2 separate regions of the Rattus norvegicus genome follow, and region 2 is linked to region 1. Evidence: chromatin contacts called from public Hi-C data. All regions are on one chromosome and are shown on one strand. The core of a region is the stretch at or near the end of the contact, and the rest is flanking DNA. Distances in the headings are between cores, read along the strand shown.

Region 1 (6,351 bases), core at 1,466-3,965:
AGGGAGAGGAGTGAGGGGGAGGGGTTAAGTGTGTAAGTGGCACAGGCTGGGTCCCAACAAGCCAGGCTTGGCCACTCCCCCTCAATAATTTCAAAGAGCCAAGTTGATAGCAAATCAGAAAAAGGGAATTGGGGGCTGGAGAGATGGCTCAGTGGTTAAGAACACTGACTGCAGGGGTTGGGGATTTAGCTCAGTGGTAGAGCGCTTGCCTAGCAACCGCAAGGCCCTGGGTTCGGTCCCCAGCTCTGGGAAAAAAAAAAAAAAAAAAGAACACTGACTGCTCTTCCAGAGGCCCTGAGTTCAATTCCCAACAACCACATGGTGGCTCACAACCATCTGTAATGGGATCTGATGCCTTCTTCGGGTGAGTCTGAAGACAGGTACAGTGTATTTACATATAAATAAATCTTAAAAAAAAAAAAAAAGGGAATTTGCCCAGTGTGGCCTCAGTGGGAAGAGGGACACGAAGCTCGATCTAGTGTGTCCCCAAGTCCCAGTGTCAGGGGTCTAAGGTTGATGAAGAAGATTGGAAGATTGAAGAGAAAGGCAGGAGGAGGCTGTGTGTTCAGTCCCATCAGTGTCTCAGCACTGATCTTTGCTCACCCTCAGCTGACAAACAAGAAATCATTCTTCTGGAGAGTTCTTCCAGGTGTTAGCCTTTTCCTTGGGAGGATATCTAGTGTCTTGTGGCTCTTTCTCTTTTTCTAAAGATTTATTTATTACCTTTAGGTAATATCAGTGCTCTATCTGTATGTACACCCGGAGAAGGCATCAGATCCCATTACAGATGGCTGGGAGCCACCGTGTGGTTGCTGGGAATTGAACTCGGGACCTCTGGAAGAGCAGTCAGTGCTCTTAACCGCGGAGCCATCTCTCCAGCCCTCGGCCCTTTGCTTCAATAGTCTGATAACCAAAGGGCCAGTTGAGGAGCAGGGCTGTTTCAGGACACTCAGAAGGCTGATGGGTTGCTGTGAGGTCCAGGCCAACCTGGGGTACAGGGTAAGATTCTGTTTCTCAGCTTGACCCCAAAATACAACATTCATCTCAAAACGGATGCAAGAATCTTTTGTGTTTATTTATTTTTGAAAGATTTATTATTTTATATATAATGAGGAAACCGTTGCTGTCTTCAGACACACCAGACACATTACAGACAGATTACACATAGTTGTGAGCCACCATGTAGTTGTGGGAAATTGAACTCAGGACCTCTGGGAGAGCAGTCAATGCTCTTCACGGTTTAGCCATCTCTCCAGCCCAATGTTTTTACTTTTTGGTTTTTCCAGGTAGAGTTTCTCTGTGTAGCTCTGGGTGTCCTGGAACTTCCTTTGTAGTCCAGGCTGGCCTTGAACTCACAGAGAAACTCCTGCCTCTGCCTCCAGAGTGCTGGGATTAGACACATGTGCCACTACCACCGAGATGGACAGGTCGTTTATTCTTGAGCCAAATGTCCCAGAAACACAGACTTAAAATTAAGTTACCCCAAATTCCATGTTCCAGTCTGGAAGCAGTGAGGAAATTTTTATAGTAACAGAATAAAGAAAGTCATGAATCAAGGCACTTTAAAAATACATTGGTGGGGGACAGGCGGCGCATTACTTTATTCTCAGCAGTTGGGGGTGGGGTGCAAAGGCAGGTGGAGGCAGCCTTGAGGCACACAGAGAAACCCTGCCTTTAAAAACCCAAACCAGACAAATCAAAACAAAACGAAACAAACAACAACAAAAACCAAAGCAAACAAAATCTTTCTTGGTGGTGGGGCGGAGAAATGGCTCGGGTTAAGATCATTGGTTGCTCTTCGAGAGACCCCAGATTCAATGCTCAGCGCATACATCTTGGCGCATAGACATCTAACTCCCATTTCAGAGGATCTGTTGTCCTCATCTGGTCTCTATGGGCATCATGTATGCACACAAAACACCCATAAAATAATAAAACATGAAAACAAATAGACTAGTGGAAGATTTAAGTAGGCAGTTATAGCAAAGCAGAGAAATAGCAGCTATATGCTTCTCATGCAGTTCGTGGGCTTTTGGTTGGTAGAAACTGGGTTTTAATGTATTCCAAGAGGTTTTTATCCATAAGTCACAACACGTTAGAGCTGACACAGAGGCGGGTAAGCAATGGGTATGACGGGGGTTAAAGATAGAGCCCAAGACAAATTACAACAGGCTCTGGACCGGCAACGTTACCGAAGGCAACCAGCCAATCCGCCTTTACAGTCACAATTTCTTCCCAGGAATTCTCATTTACAAAGGAAAGAAAATGAAACAAGCTAACCAATCAAAACACCGCCCCAAACAAAACAACCTGTGTATACATACACAGTGGCAAGATTCAGAGAAAAATCAACTTTCCAAAGCTATGTTTACTTTCCATGCCCAGCAGTTGTGGTGCAAGCCTTTTAATTCCATCCAGCACTAGGAAGATCTTTGTGAGTTAGAGGCTACACAGAGAAACACTGACACAAAAGCAAAACAAACGTTCCCTCCCAAGCAGTGCTACTCCACACATTACGGCGCACTGGGTGGCGTTCGAAGAGCGCCCTGAGGGACAGGCACCCTGGCTCAGTGTGGTTTCCAGCCCCTTGGCAGGACAGCAGTTGTTCTCAGGACACGCCTGTGGCGCGCATATTTGATTCTTTACGGGCCGTTTTCTCAGATCTCGCGAGACCCTCGCGGAAGTCTCGCGATACATAGGCACCGGCGGAGAGGAGGGAGATCTGAGCCGCTGCTGCAGCACTCGGCTCCTCAACTCGGGTAAGTGGCCGAGTGGTCGGGTCTGCGAGTTCCCCAGGCGCTGCGCGCGCTGCCCGACCGTACCGACGCCATGGGAAGGAGCTGTCCGCTGCCTTCCGGCATGCACACAGTCCGAGTCGATCCTGTCGCGCGACTTCCCTTTGCGGGGTCTTCCGTGTCGTGCTCCCGGGGCCGCTGTGGACCCCCGTGTCCCGTTGCAGGGCGCGGGTAGGCGTGCCTGGACCGGAACCGGGGCGGAGGGGACCGAGTGGTCTGCTGTGGGCTGAAGGGCTCCCGGGGTTGGAGTCAGTTACCTTGTAGATCCCAGGGATCGAACTCAGATTGACAGTCTTGGTGGCAAGCCCTCGTAAGCGCTGAGTCGTATGTCAAGCCCTCTCTGTCTCTGTCTCTCTGTCTCTCTGTCTCTCGTCTCTCTCTGTGTCTCTTTCTGTCTCTCTGTGTGTATGTGTGTGCCTGTTTTTGGCAGTACTGTTGATTGAACCTCGGACCTTATGCACTCCATCACTAAACTATGTCCCCATCCCTTTTAAAAGTTAATTGATTGGCTGTGTGTGTGTGTCTGTCTGCCTGCCTGCCTGTCTGTCAGTCTGTCTGTCTGCCTGATTTTGGCAGTACTGTTGATTGACCTAGGACCTTATGCACTCTACCACTGAACTATGTCCACAGCTCTTTTAAAAATAAATGGACGGGCTAATTAATTAATTAGCAAATTAATTAATTAATTAATTGTGTGTGTGTTTGCCGGTGTATACCAGGCTACCGGTGGAGGGAGGTTAACTTAGTTCTCTTCTTCCTCTGTATGGATCCTAGAGATGGAACCTTGCTTGTCTGTCTAGCCCTAAAGTGCATTGCAGATTGAGCTGTTTTTTGGGCCCCCTTCTTCCCCCGCAGTTCATAGGATTGAGCCTAGGGCTTCATGCATGCTAAGCAGTTACCGACTCTGCTGCCTCCTCAGCCCGATTCTTACTTTTTCCTCTTAATTTTTATTCTGTGACGGGACTTCCCAAGTGTTCCAGGCTGGCCTTGAACTTGCAACCAGCCTTTGAATTTGTCTCAGCCTTCTGAGTACCTGGGATGACAAGCCTGTGTCACCAATTGCCAGGTTTTTAGGCTGTGCCTTGGCTGAGACCAGAAAGAAGGTGTGTGCATACCTGTTAAGTCAGAAGCCATCCAGGGCAGCTGGTGTTCTGGAAGGTCTGTTGCCTGGAAGTTCAGGGTTCCTGTAGAGAGGGTACAGTTTGAGGTGACGATTTAGTTACCTGTGTGGCTTCTGAAATGGTTCTTGTGTCTGTGGCTGAGTTCTTGTCCTGGAGAGGGAGGACAGAAAGTGTGACTTTTCCTTCGATCTTTGAGAACAGAGGTCTACTTCTTCCCACTGCGTCTGTTCTCCATCTGGTGACCAGCTCTTGCTTTGTTGTGTGTGTATTTGGGGTGTACACTAAGGTTCTTGTTAAGTGAAAAATTCAGAAGAAATTTCTGCAAAGTAACCCTCCCCCGGCCCTTTTGAGATTGGGTCTAGCTGTATTCTTAGGTCTCTGTGTAACCCAGGCTGGCCTGCAACATGTGATCTTGCCTCAGCCCTCATATACATTCCTTTTTTCTTCAGGACCTTTCTCCAATTGAGAAATGCTTGGGCTTCTTTGCCACTGACCCTCTCCCCCACTGCAAGGAATGCCAACACCTTACCTGGTCCTTCAGTCTCACCTGGCATGACATATATGGCAGTCTCTCCATTCTGTCCTGAGAAGATTGTGAAGGAGTTTAGACAGCTACAGAGGCACATGCAGATTCCTTCCACACTAAGGACAGGGACCACAATCCATTGGTTCACTCACTATCCCATGGGCTGACTCTAATTGGAAGTACTAGGACAGCTCAGGTGACCCCCTAAAGAAAGGTTATGTGATTACTTGGCTTGATAGAAGACTGAAGAGGGTCTTCTGCCCCCATCACCATCGTGACTTCCAGGGCAATATTGTCCGTTGCTGGCAAGTCTGTTTTGTTCTCATTGCATTAAGGGTCTACTTATTCAGACTTATCAGAATATTCTAGACCTGCCCTAGTGTCTGTTCTAGGGGGACCAGGCAGTCGTTTGGAGGAGCACCGAGAGTGAGTTAAAGGCTAAAATGTTGCCTAGTCCTGGATCTTTCTGCTTTTGTTGTGAGGGTACTCTATAGACCCCATTCTTAAAAAGGTGCTCGTGTCTGAATTCCAGGGTGTCAGGTGTCACAGTGTGGGATCAGCTCTTTCCTCCTCCTTGTGGGTCATGGGGCTCAAACACAGGTCCATAGGCTTCATGGGAAGCATCTTTAACCACTAAGCTGTTTCCCCAGCCCTACACCAGGTAACTCACAGACATTAAAGTTACAGACATCCCACAGTGATTCCATTATCCCAAATGGAGAAGAGCATCCAGCCAGGGCCACAAAGTTGCAGCCATGTCCTCTGGCCTTACAGGGCTTAGTTCTCTCTGCCTGACTAGATGCCATCTGTCACTGCTTGCCACTCGAGAATCTTGGTATAAGAGGTTGTCTGCATTCTCTCCAGTTTTTCATTTTTCTAGCTCCTGGCTTCAGTCTGACAGTGGGATACTGCTGGTTGTCCTTACCCAGGTCTCTTGTAAGAGCCCTGTTCTCCCTTTGCTTGGACTCCATGCCCATGGGAGTGCAACACTCCTGCCAGTACAGCCCCTGTGTGATCCGAATCAGTACCTAAATCTCCTCCTTCCCTGGTCCATCCCAGTCACCGATCTGAAAAGAGCTCTTCTCTGTCCCCTGGCTATTCTTTCAGAAAGCCCGGGGTGAGCTGTTGTTGCCTCTTCTGGCTATTAGGCACCTTTCATGCAGGCCCAGCCTTGTCCTCTCCCCTGCTGGGGTGGGAGTGAACATTTCTTTTCTTTCTTTTTTTTTTTTTTTGTAGTTCTTTTTTTTAGGAGCTGGGGACTGAACCCAGGGCCTTGCGCTTCCTAGGTAAGCACTCTACCACTGAGCTAAATCCCCAGCCCCGGGAGTGGACATTTCTATCCAGACTCTTCTCACTTCTTGGGCTTCTTTTCTTGGGAATATCTTCTCTGATGCAGGATATTTGATCACACTGTGTTATTTACTGGAAAAAACCTGTTTCTAGTTGTGGTATGGCTCAGCTCTAGCACACATCTTTAATCCAAGAGCTTTCTGATTATCGTAGACAGGTTTAAATAAAGTCATCCATGGGTCAAGAGGTGGACCAAGCAATCAGTTGACAGGGAGTAAACACAGGGAAAGAAATCACAGAGAGTAGGGGAACTCAGGAGGATGAATAGAAAGACACATAGGAAGTGGAAGGCAGGGAGATTTCGGTTCGAGGTCTTTGAGGTGGTGTGGAGAAGAACTGCCTTTTCTTCTGGAACATCAGCTGAGAAGGAGGTCAGCTGGGTACTTTCTCTGCCTCCCTGAGCCAGCAGACCTTTACCCCAGCATCTAGCTCCCAAGTCTTTACTGGTAAAATGGAATGTTTAAGATTTTGTTAAAAACAGGGTTGGGGATTTGGCTCAGTGGTAGAGCGCTTGCCTAGCAACCGCAAGGCCCTGGGTTCAGTCCCCAGCTCCGAAAAA
Region 2 (6,351 bases), core at 1,014-3,513, 490 kb after region 1:
ACTACAAAGGAATGGGTAAGGAAAATATGGAGTGGGGGATTCAGCCATAAAGAAGAATGAGATGGGGCTGGGGAGATGGCTAGTCAGTAAAGTTTTTGCCTTGCAAACGCACACACACACACACACACACACACACACACACACACAAAACAAACACACACAAAAAAATAAAAATTAAGAAATAAGAAATAAAATAAAATCCTCAAAGCCATATTTTAAAGCCTGGGAATCTGGTACAGCCTGCAATCCCAGCAATCCTAGACCTGTTCCCTAGTCTTGCTGACAGCCAGGCTAACTGAACTAGTAAACTCTAGGCCAGGCCTGGCTCAAGAAACAAGGTGTAGGGGACATGGTGACAGCACACACCTTTAACCCAAGCACAGACAAATGAATGAGACCAGGCCAGCCAAGGCTGCACAGTGAGAATCTGCCTCCAGAAGAGAAAAAAGAGGGAGTGAGAGAAGGAAAGAAAAGAACAAAAGCCAGAAAGAAGATGTGTGGACAGATCCTGAGGAAACTGACCTCTGACCTCCACGCATATGTACACACACAAAAGAATGAGGTTATATTATTCTTGAAAACAGATGAATCTGAACAGAATCATGTCAACCAAATTAGGCCAGTCTCAGAACGACAGATACTGTATATTTTCTCTAACTGGTGGTTCCTAAAACGGTGTGTGTGTGTGTGTGTGTGTGTGTGTGTGTGTGTGTGTGTGTGTGTGTTTAGGAAAACAAAGAGACCTAACAGAAAGGGAGGGGGAAAGGGCAGTGGGGCAGTGGGAGGGAATGGGGGTGGGGGATATGTTCCATTTACAATCTCTACTTCTAAGAAATAATTGTTTTAATTTAACAGCTCACCATTAAGAGCATTTGTTGGGGTTGGGGATTTAGCTCAGTGGTAGAGCGCTTGCCTAGCAAGCGCAAGGCCCTGGATTCGGCCCCCAGCTCCGGAAAAAAATAAAAAAGAAAAAAAAAAAAAAGAGCATTTGTTGCTCTTGCTTCCCATCGCCTACATGACAGCCCATAACTGTCTATAACTCCAATTCTAGGGAGTCCAGCGCCCTCTCCTGGCCGCTGTGGGTACTGCATGCACGCGGCATTACAGGAAGGCAAAAATACTCATGTAAATAAATAAGAAAACAAACAAATACTGTCTAATTCTTTTAAGTATCCTGCAAGATGAGCAATAATTAATATAAATGAGACTTGTTCCTCAATACCCAAAAGAAAGAAAGAAAATGAAGGAAAGAGGGAAGGAGAAAAAAGATTAAATGAGGGCTGGAGGGCTGGAGAGATGGCTCAGTAGTTAAGAGCACTGAATCCTCTTCCAGAGATCCTGAGTTCGGTTCCCAGCAACCACATGGTGGCTCACAACCATCTATAATGGGATCTGATGCCCTCTTCTGGTGTGTCTGAAGACAGCTACAGTGCACTCACAGACATAAAATAAATCTCTTTTTAGAAAAATGAGGGTTGGTGAATGCTTGCTTAGCTTACATAAATTCCCGGATGTTATCCTCATACCGAGTAACCATGCGTGTGGTGCATTCCAGTCATCTCTGTACTCAGAAGGTGGAAGGAGGAGAATCAGAAGTTCAAGATTGGGGTTGGGGATTTAGCTCAGTGGTAGAGCGCTTGCCTAGGAAGCGCAAGACCCTGGGTTCGGTCCCCAGCTCCGAAAAAAAAGAACCAAAAAAAAAAAAAAGTTCAAGATTTTTCTCAATCAACCTAGGATACTTGCGACTCAAAATAAATAAGAGGAGAGGAAGGGAGGAGGAGGGGGACGAGGAGGAGGAGGAGGAGGAGGAGGAGGAGGAGGAGGAGGAGGAGGAGGAGGAGGAGGAGGAGGAGGAGGAGGAGGAGGAGGAGAACCCAGAACTCGGGAGGGGCAGGCCTCCCTCTGAGTTAGAGGCCATCCTGGTTGACATTGTGAGTTCCAGGACAGCCAGGGCTACGCAGAGATACCATGACTAAAAAAGGCAAAATGGACAGACAGACAAAATAAGTTACTATAAAGTGTTCCTTAGCCAAAGCCAGGTACACACCAAGTGAAAATAAATATTAATTCTTATTGCCATCCCAGTCCACAGCTAGGACACAAAGTCCCCTACATTGGGGTTCAAGCACCGCCCACGAGGTCCTGAAGCTCGACAGGCACATTGTCCCTTTAACACGAAGCTTGGACTTCTCCTTTGCAGCGCGGAACGGAAGGCTCTGGGACTGCGAGGATCCAGGGACCTTAGGCTCAACGGACCGGAACCGGAAGTTCTCGCCAGCGCTTCTGCCAAGCCAGAGCTAGCTGAGTTGCTCACTGAGACATCTTTCTGGCACTGCTAGTGTGGTGAGCGCTGGTTGCTGAGGGTTTTGGTCCCAATTGCTGTCAGTAGTGATCCAGCCATTCCCCAGTCCAGTGCGGCCGGGGTTCCCCGGTGAGCTCGGCGGTTTCCCTCATCCCTCGTATCTAGAAGTGGAAGACCGCTAGTCATGGGAATGGCCATAATTGCAAGCAGCGCGGCGGAACAAAGAATCCTAACAAAAGCCTCATGAGCATGCGCACACTTGCTTTTGAGTTGGGGCGTGGTATTGATAATAGGGTCTCTCCGGTGTAGTTCAGGCTGGCCTCGAAGTCGGGATTCTCCAGCCTCAGCCTCCCTTGTGCTGGGATGACAGACATGTGCCACCATTTGCAGCTTGAAATGGGTTGTTCAACGTTTCTGCTTTGGAGCTCCAGGTTATATCAGACTCTGATCGCTTCATCCCTCTTTTTCTTTTCTTTTAAAACTAAAGCCTCCATTGAAGAACGGAGCCATGGAAGACAAACCACTGGTAGTATCTAAACAGAAGACAGAGGTGGTATGCGGTGTGCCCACCCAGGTGGTCTGCACGGCCTTCAGCAGCCACATCCTGGTTGTGGTGACCCAATTCGGGAAGATGGGTACGTTAGTCTCCTTGGAGCCCAGCAATGTAGCCAATGACATCAGCAAACCAGTGCTCACCACAAAAGTCCTTCTCGGGCAGGACGAGGTAATGGAGTTGAATCTTTTTTTCTGGTGTCATTTGTCCCATTTGACACCCATAGGGATATGGGGTGTCTGGTAGGCACACTTCCACACACACCCAAGGTATGGTATGCACAGTGAGCATTTTTCAGGATCTTTCTGATCTGAGGTGTCCCGGCTAGCCCGAGCCATGCTTCTCGCAGCGCGTCAGCATTTTACTGAGCACTCGGGGAGGTATTGATTTTTAGGACACAGCCATCTCCTCAGTTTGACCCTGTCTGATGGCGTGTTTATGTCTGCTTCTTGAGTCTTGGCAGCAGCCCCTTCGGAGTCTGTCTCGATTAGCGTTAACCAGAGAGATGGTAGGCAGAGGCACCAAGGAGAAATCTTAATGATGCCTCGTGGGCAGTTCGCTGTGTCTGCTCCGTGCAGTCCACTTGGCACTCTGAGTCACTGCTGTCTTAGCTTAGGGGATTTAGGGGAAAGCATGAGAAGCTGGTCTGGGTCCCTTAAGGAAAGCATCAGAAAAATACAGTGTCTGACCTGGGTGTGGCTATACATACCTTGTCATCCTCTCAGGAAGGAGGCCGCAGCAGAACTGCAAGTTTGTGGTCAGACTGAGTATACAGTGAGCTTGAGGCCAGCTAGGGATAGACCCTGCTTCCCCCCACCCTCCCCCACCCCCAAAAAAGAAGAAAAGAAAAAACCACTGGTTATGGTGATATGCTGGCTGGTGTAGTCCCAGCACTCAGGAGGTGGGACCAGGAGAATCAGGGTTCAGTTTCATTTCCAGCTCCATAACTTGGGCTACATGACACCCTTTATTAAAAGGTAGGAAACATTGAGATGGCTCGGGGCTAAAGGCATGCAAGCCTGATATTCTAATATTATATATTAGTGGAGACTAATATGGCTGTGTGCACATCTTTAATCTTGGCACTTGGCAGATTGAAGTAGCCTGGTCGACATAGCAAGTTCCAGATCAGACAGGGCTACCTTAGTGACCTCTTCTCTCAACAACAATAGGTAAATAGTGAACTCTTGTCTCATCGAAAACAAATACATGAATGAATAAATACATCAATGGAGACTGAGGAAATCCCTCAGTTCATAAAGTGCTTGCAAGCACAACCTGAGTTTGATCCTCAGAACTCACACAAAAAGGCTAGGTGTGGGGCCGGGCTTGGTGGCACATGCCTTTAATCCCAGCACTAGGGAGGCTGACTCAGGCCGATCCGGGTAGGTTTGAAGCCAAGTTCTAGCAAGGGCTACATAGAGAGACCCTGTCTCAAAAAACAAAAACAAAAAGCCTGCCAATGTGGTCCATTCCCGGAAGGCAGAGACAGAAGGACCCCGGGGCTTGCTTCTCAGGCATTCTGGCCTAATTAGTGACTTGCAGGTCAGTAAGAGATCCTGCCCCAGAGTAGATGCTTGGCATTCTGAGGATGATTCCTCAGGTTGTCCTCAGGCCTCCTCATACACGCACACGCACACACTCACTTAAAAAAAGGACAAACAAATAAAGCTGGATGTGTTAGCACAAGAGGCTGAGGCAGATGATTGCCACGAGTTGGAGGCCAGCCTGGGCTATATATGCATTCCATGATACTACAGAACACCACAACATGTCTTTACAAAAAGAAACAGATGTGGTTTCGTGTAGTCATGGCACTATCTTCTTTCCCTCCTTCCCCAGCCTCTCATCCATGTCTTTGCAAAGAACCTGGTAGCATTCGTGTCTGAAGAAGCAGGAGACAGAGCCGTCCTCCTGGCCATGGCTGTGAAGGAGAAGAACATGGAGAGGCTGAAGGCCTTGAAGGAGGTGATCCGGCTGTGCCAAGTGTGGTGACCCGCAGTCAGCAGTGCAAGACGCTCCAACATGGCGGACTCTCTGTGAGCGAGGTCTTGGAACCTGTCTTTCCAGCACCAGGACAGAGCTCCTTCTCTGCCGTTAGCCCTCGAAGCTGGAAACAGCCTTCTAGTCCCAGGGCAGTCTCCCTGCATGGCTACTGTGTTCTGCCTGGGGTACTGGAAACGGTTCTGGGCTGCAGCAGGTGCATCCACTGAGTGGAAATAGCGGCCAGTTATGGGGACTGGTAACCCCGGGTGTGCGGCAGCACTTGTGGGAAGACTTTTTTATTAAAAATAAATCTAAAGTACTTGGCTGGCCTTCTCAGTGATCCTGAGACGTTATGGGCATATTTAGAGACTCACTTCAGGACACCTGAGGCAGGAGGGAAACCTATTCAGCTAAAGTGCAATACGTGGTTGCTGGGTGTGAGGTAGATCCTAGGCATGCGTTCAGCCAGCATTGGGTACTGTCCCTCCTGTGCTGGGGCCATGGGCATGTGGCAAGCAGACTAAGGGTGGCCATGCAGGTGGGTCCCTAAGGATGGGCTGGATGGGAGATCCAGAGATGGGGGGGGGGGGCTGGGGGAGCAGAAACTCAGAGAGGAGGAGAGGTTCTGACATAGGCTGGCTTTTGTGCCCAGAGTTGTCGGGGTCTCCTGCCATAGGGATGGGGGTGGTCCCTGATCACAGCTGAGTGGGAATTTCTAAAGTCCAATGGAGAATCTGCCCTGACATTCTGATGGTCACCAGTGGAGAAGAGACCGCAGAAAGGCCAGGTAGAGAACCAGAGCCTTTCCAGGGCTCAGGATGTCACCCTTGTATTCAGGAAATGACAGACTTGCTGACTTGGTGTCCTCTAGGTCCAGAGATGGGCAGTAAACTTGTCTGGCCACTTTTCACTTAGAACAAGTCAGGACTAGCTAGCCGCAAGTATTGATCCTTCTGAAGGTCGGTGCCTGCTGTGTACTGAGCCCTGTTCCCCTGCCCTGCTGTGTGCTGAGCCCTGCTCCCCTGCCCTGCTGTGTGCTGAGCCCTGTTCCCCTGCCCTGCTGTGTGCTGAGCCCTGTTCCCCTGCCCTGCTGTGTGCTGAGCCCTGCTCCCCTGCCCTGCTGTGTACTGAGCCCTGCTCCCCTGCCCTGCTGTGTGCTGAGCCCTGTTCCCCTGCCCTGCTGTGTGCTGAGCCCTGTTCCCCTGCCCTGCTGTGTGCTGAGCCCTGTTCCCCTGCCCTGCTGTGTGCTGAGCCCTGCTCCCCTGCCCGTGGGAAGCTTCTGGCCTCTCCAGAGGCAAATGGGGAGGGACTGCAAGCCAAAGCCAAGTCATCTGAGATGGGTAGGAACTGCAGACTTGAACTCAGGATCATCCTTTCACCTCTTGCCTCCCACACCCCACCCCATGGATCTCCCATCCAGCCCATCTGTAGGAGCCCACCTGCATGGCCACCCTTGCTCTGCTTGTACGTGTCCAGTATCTGCCAGACTTCTGTAAGGTGTTACTACCTA

The links. A called contact is a pair of places that touch in the nucleus more often than the background predicts.
Region 2: a contact with region 1 is called in a Hi-C map of psoas muscle, with 4 times the contacts expected there. The contact joins the promoter of Psmg3 here to the promoter of Mad1l1 in region 1. A contact is called at or near these places in 3 of 12 Hi-C or Micro-C datasets (hepatocytes, prefrontal cortex and psoas muscle).

The regions. Positions count from the first base shown.
Region 1 is chr12:19,432,067-19,438,417 of GRCr8, forward strand. Mad1l1 (mitotic arrest deficient 1 like 1) reads left to right here and starts at 2,716. Exons shown (of 18, transcript NM_001109387.1): 1 at 2,716-2,759.
Region 2 is chr12:19,921,025-19,927,375 of GRCr8, forward strand. Psmg3 (proteasome assembly chaperone 3) reads left to right here and starts at 2,264. Exons shown (of 3, transcript NM_001399013.1): 1 at 2,264-2,343; 2 at 2,790-3,026; 3 at 4,698-5,181. The coding sequence starts at 2,811. The coding sequence ends at 4,850.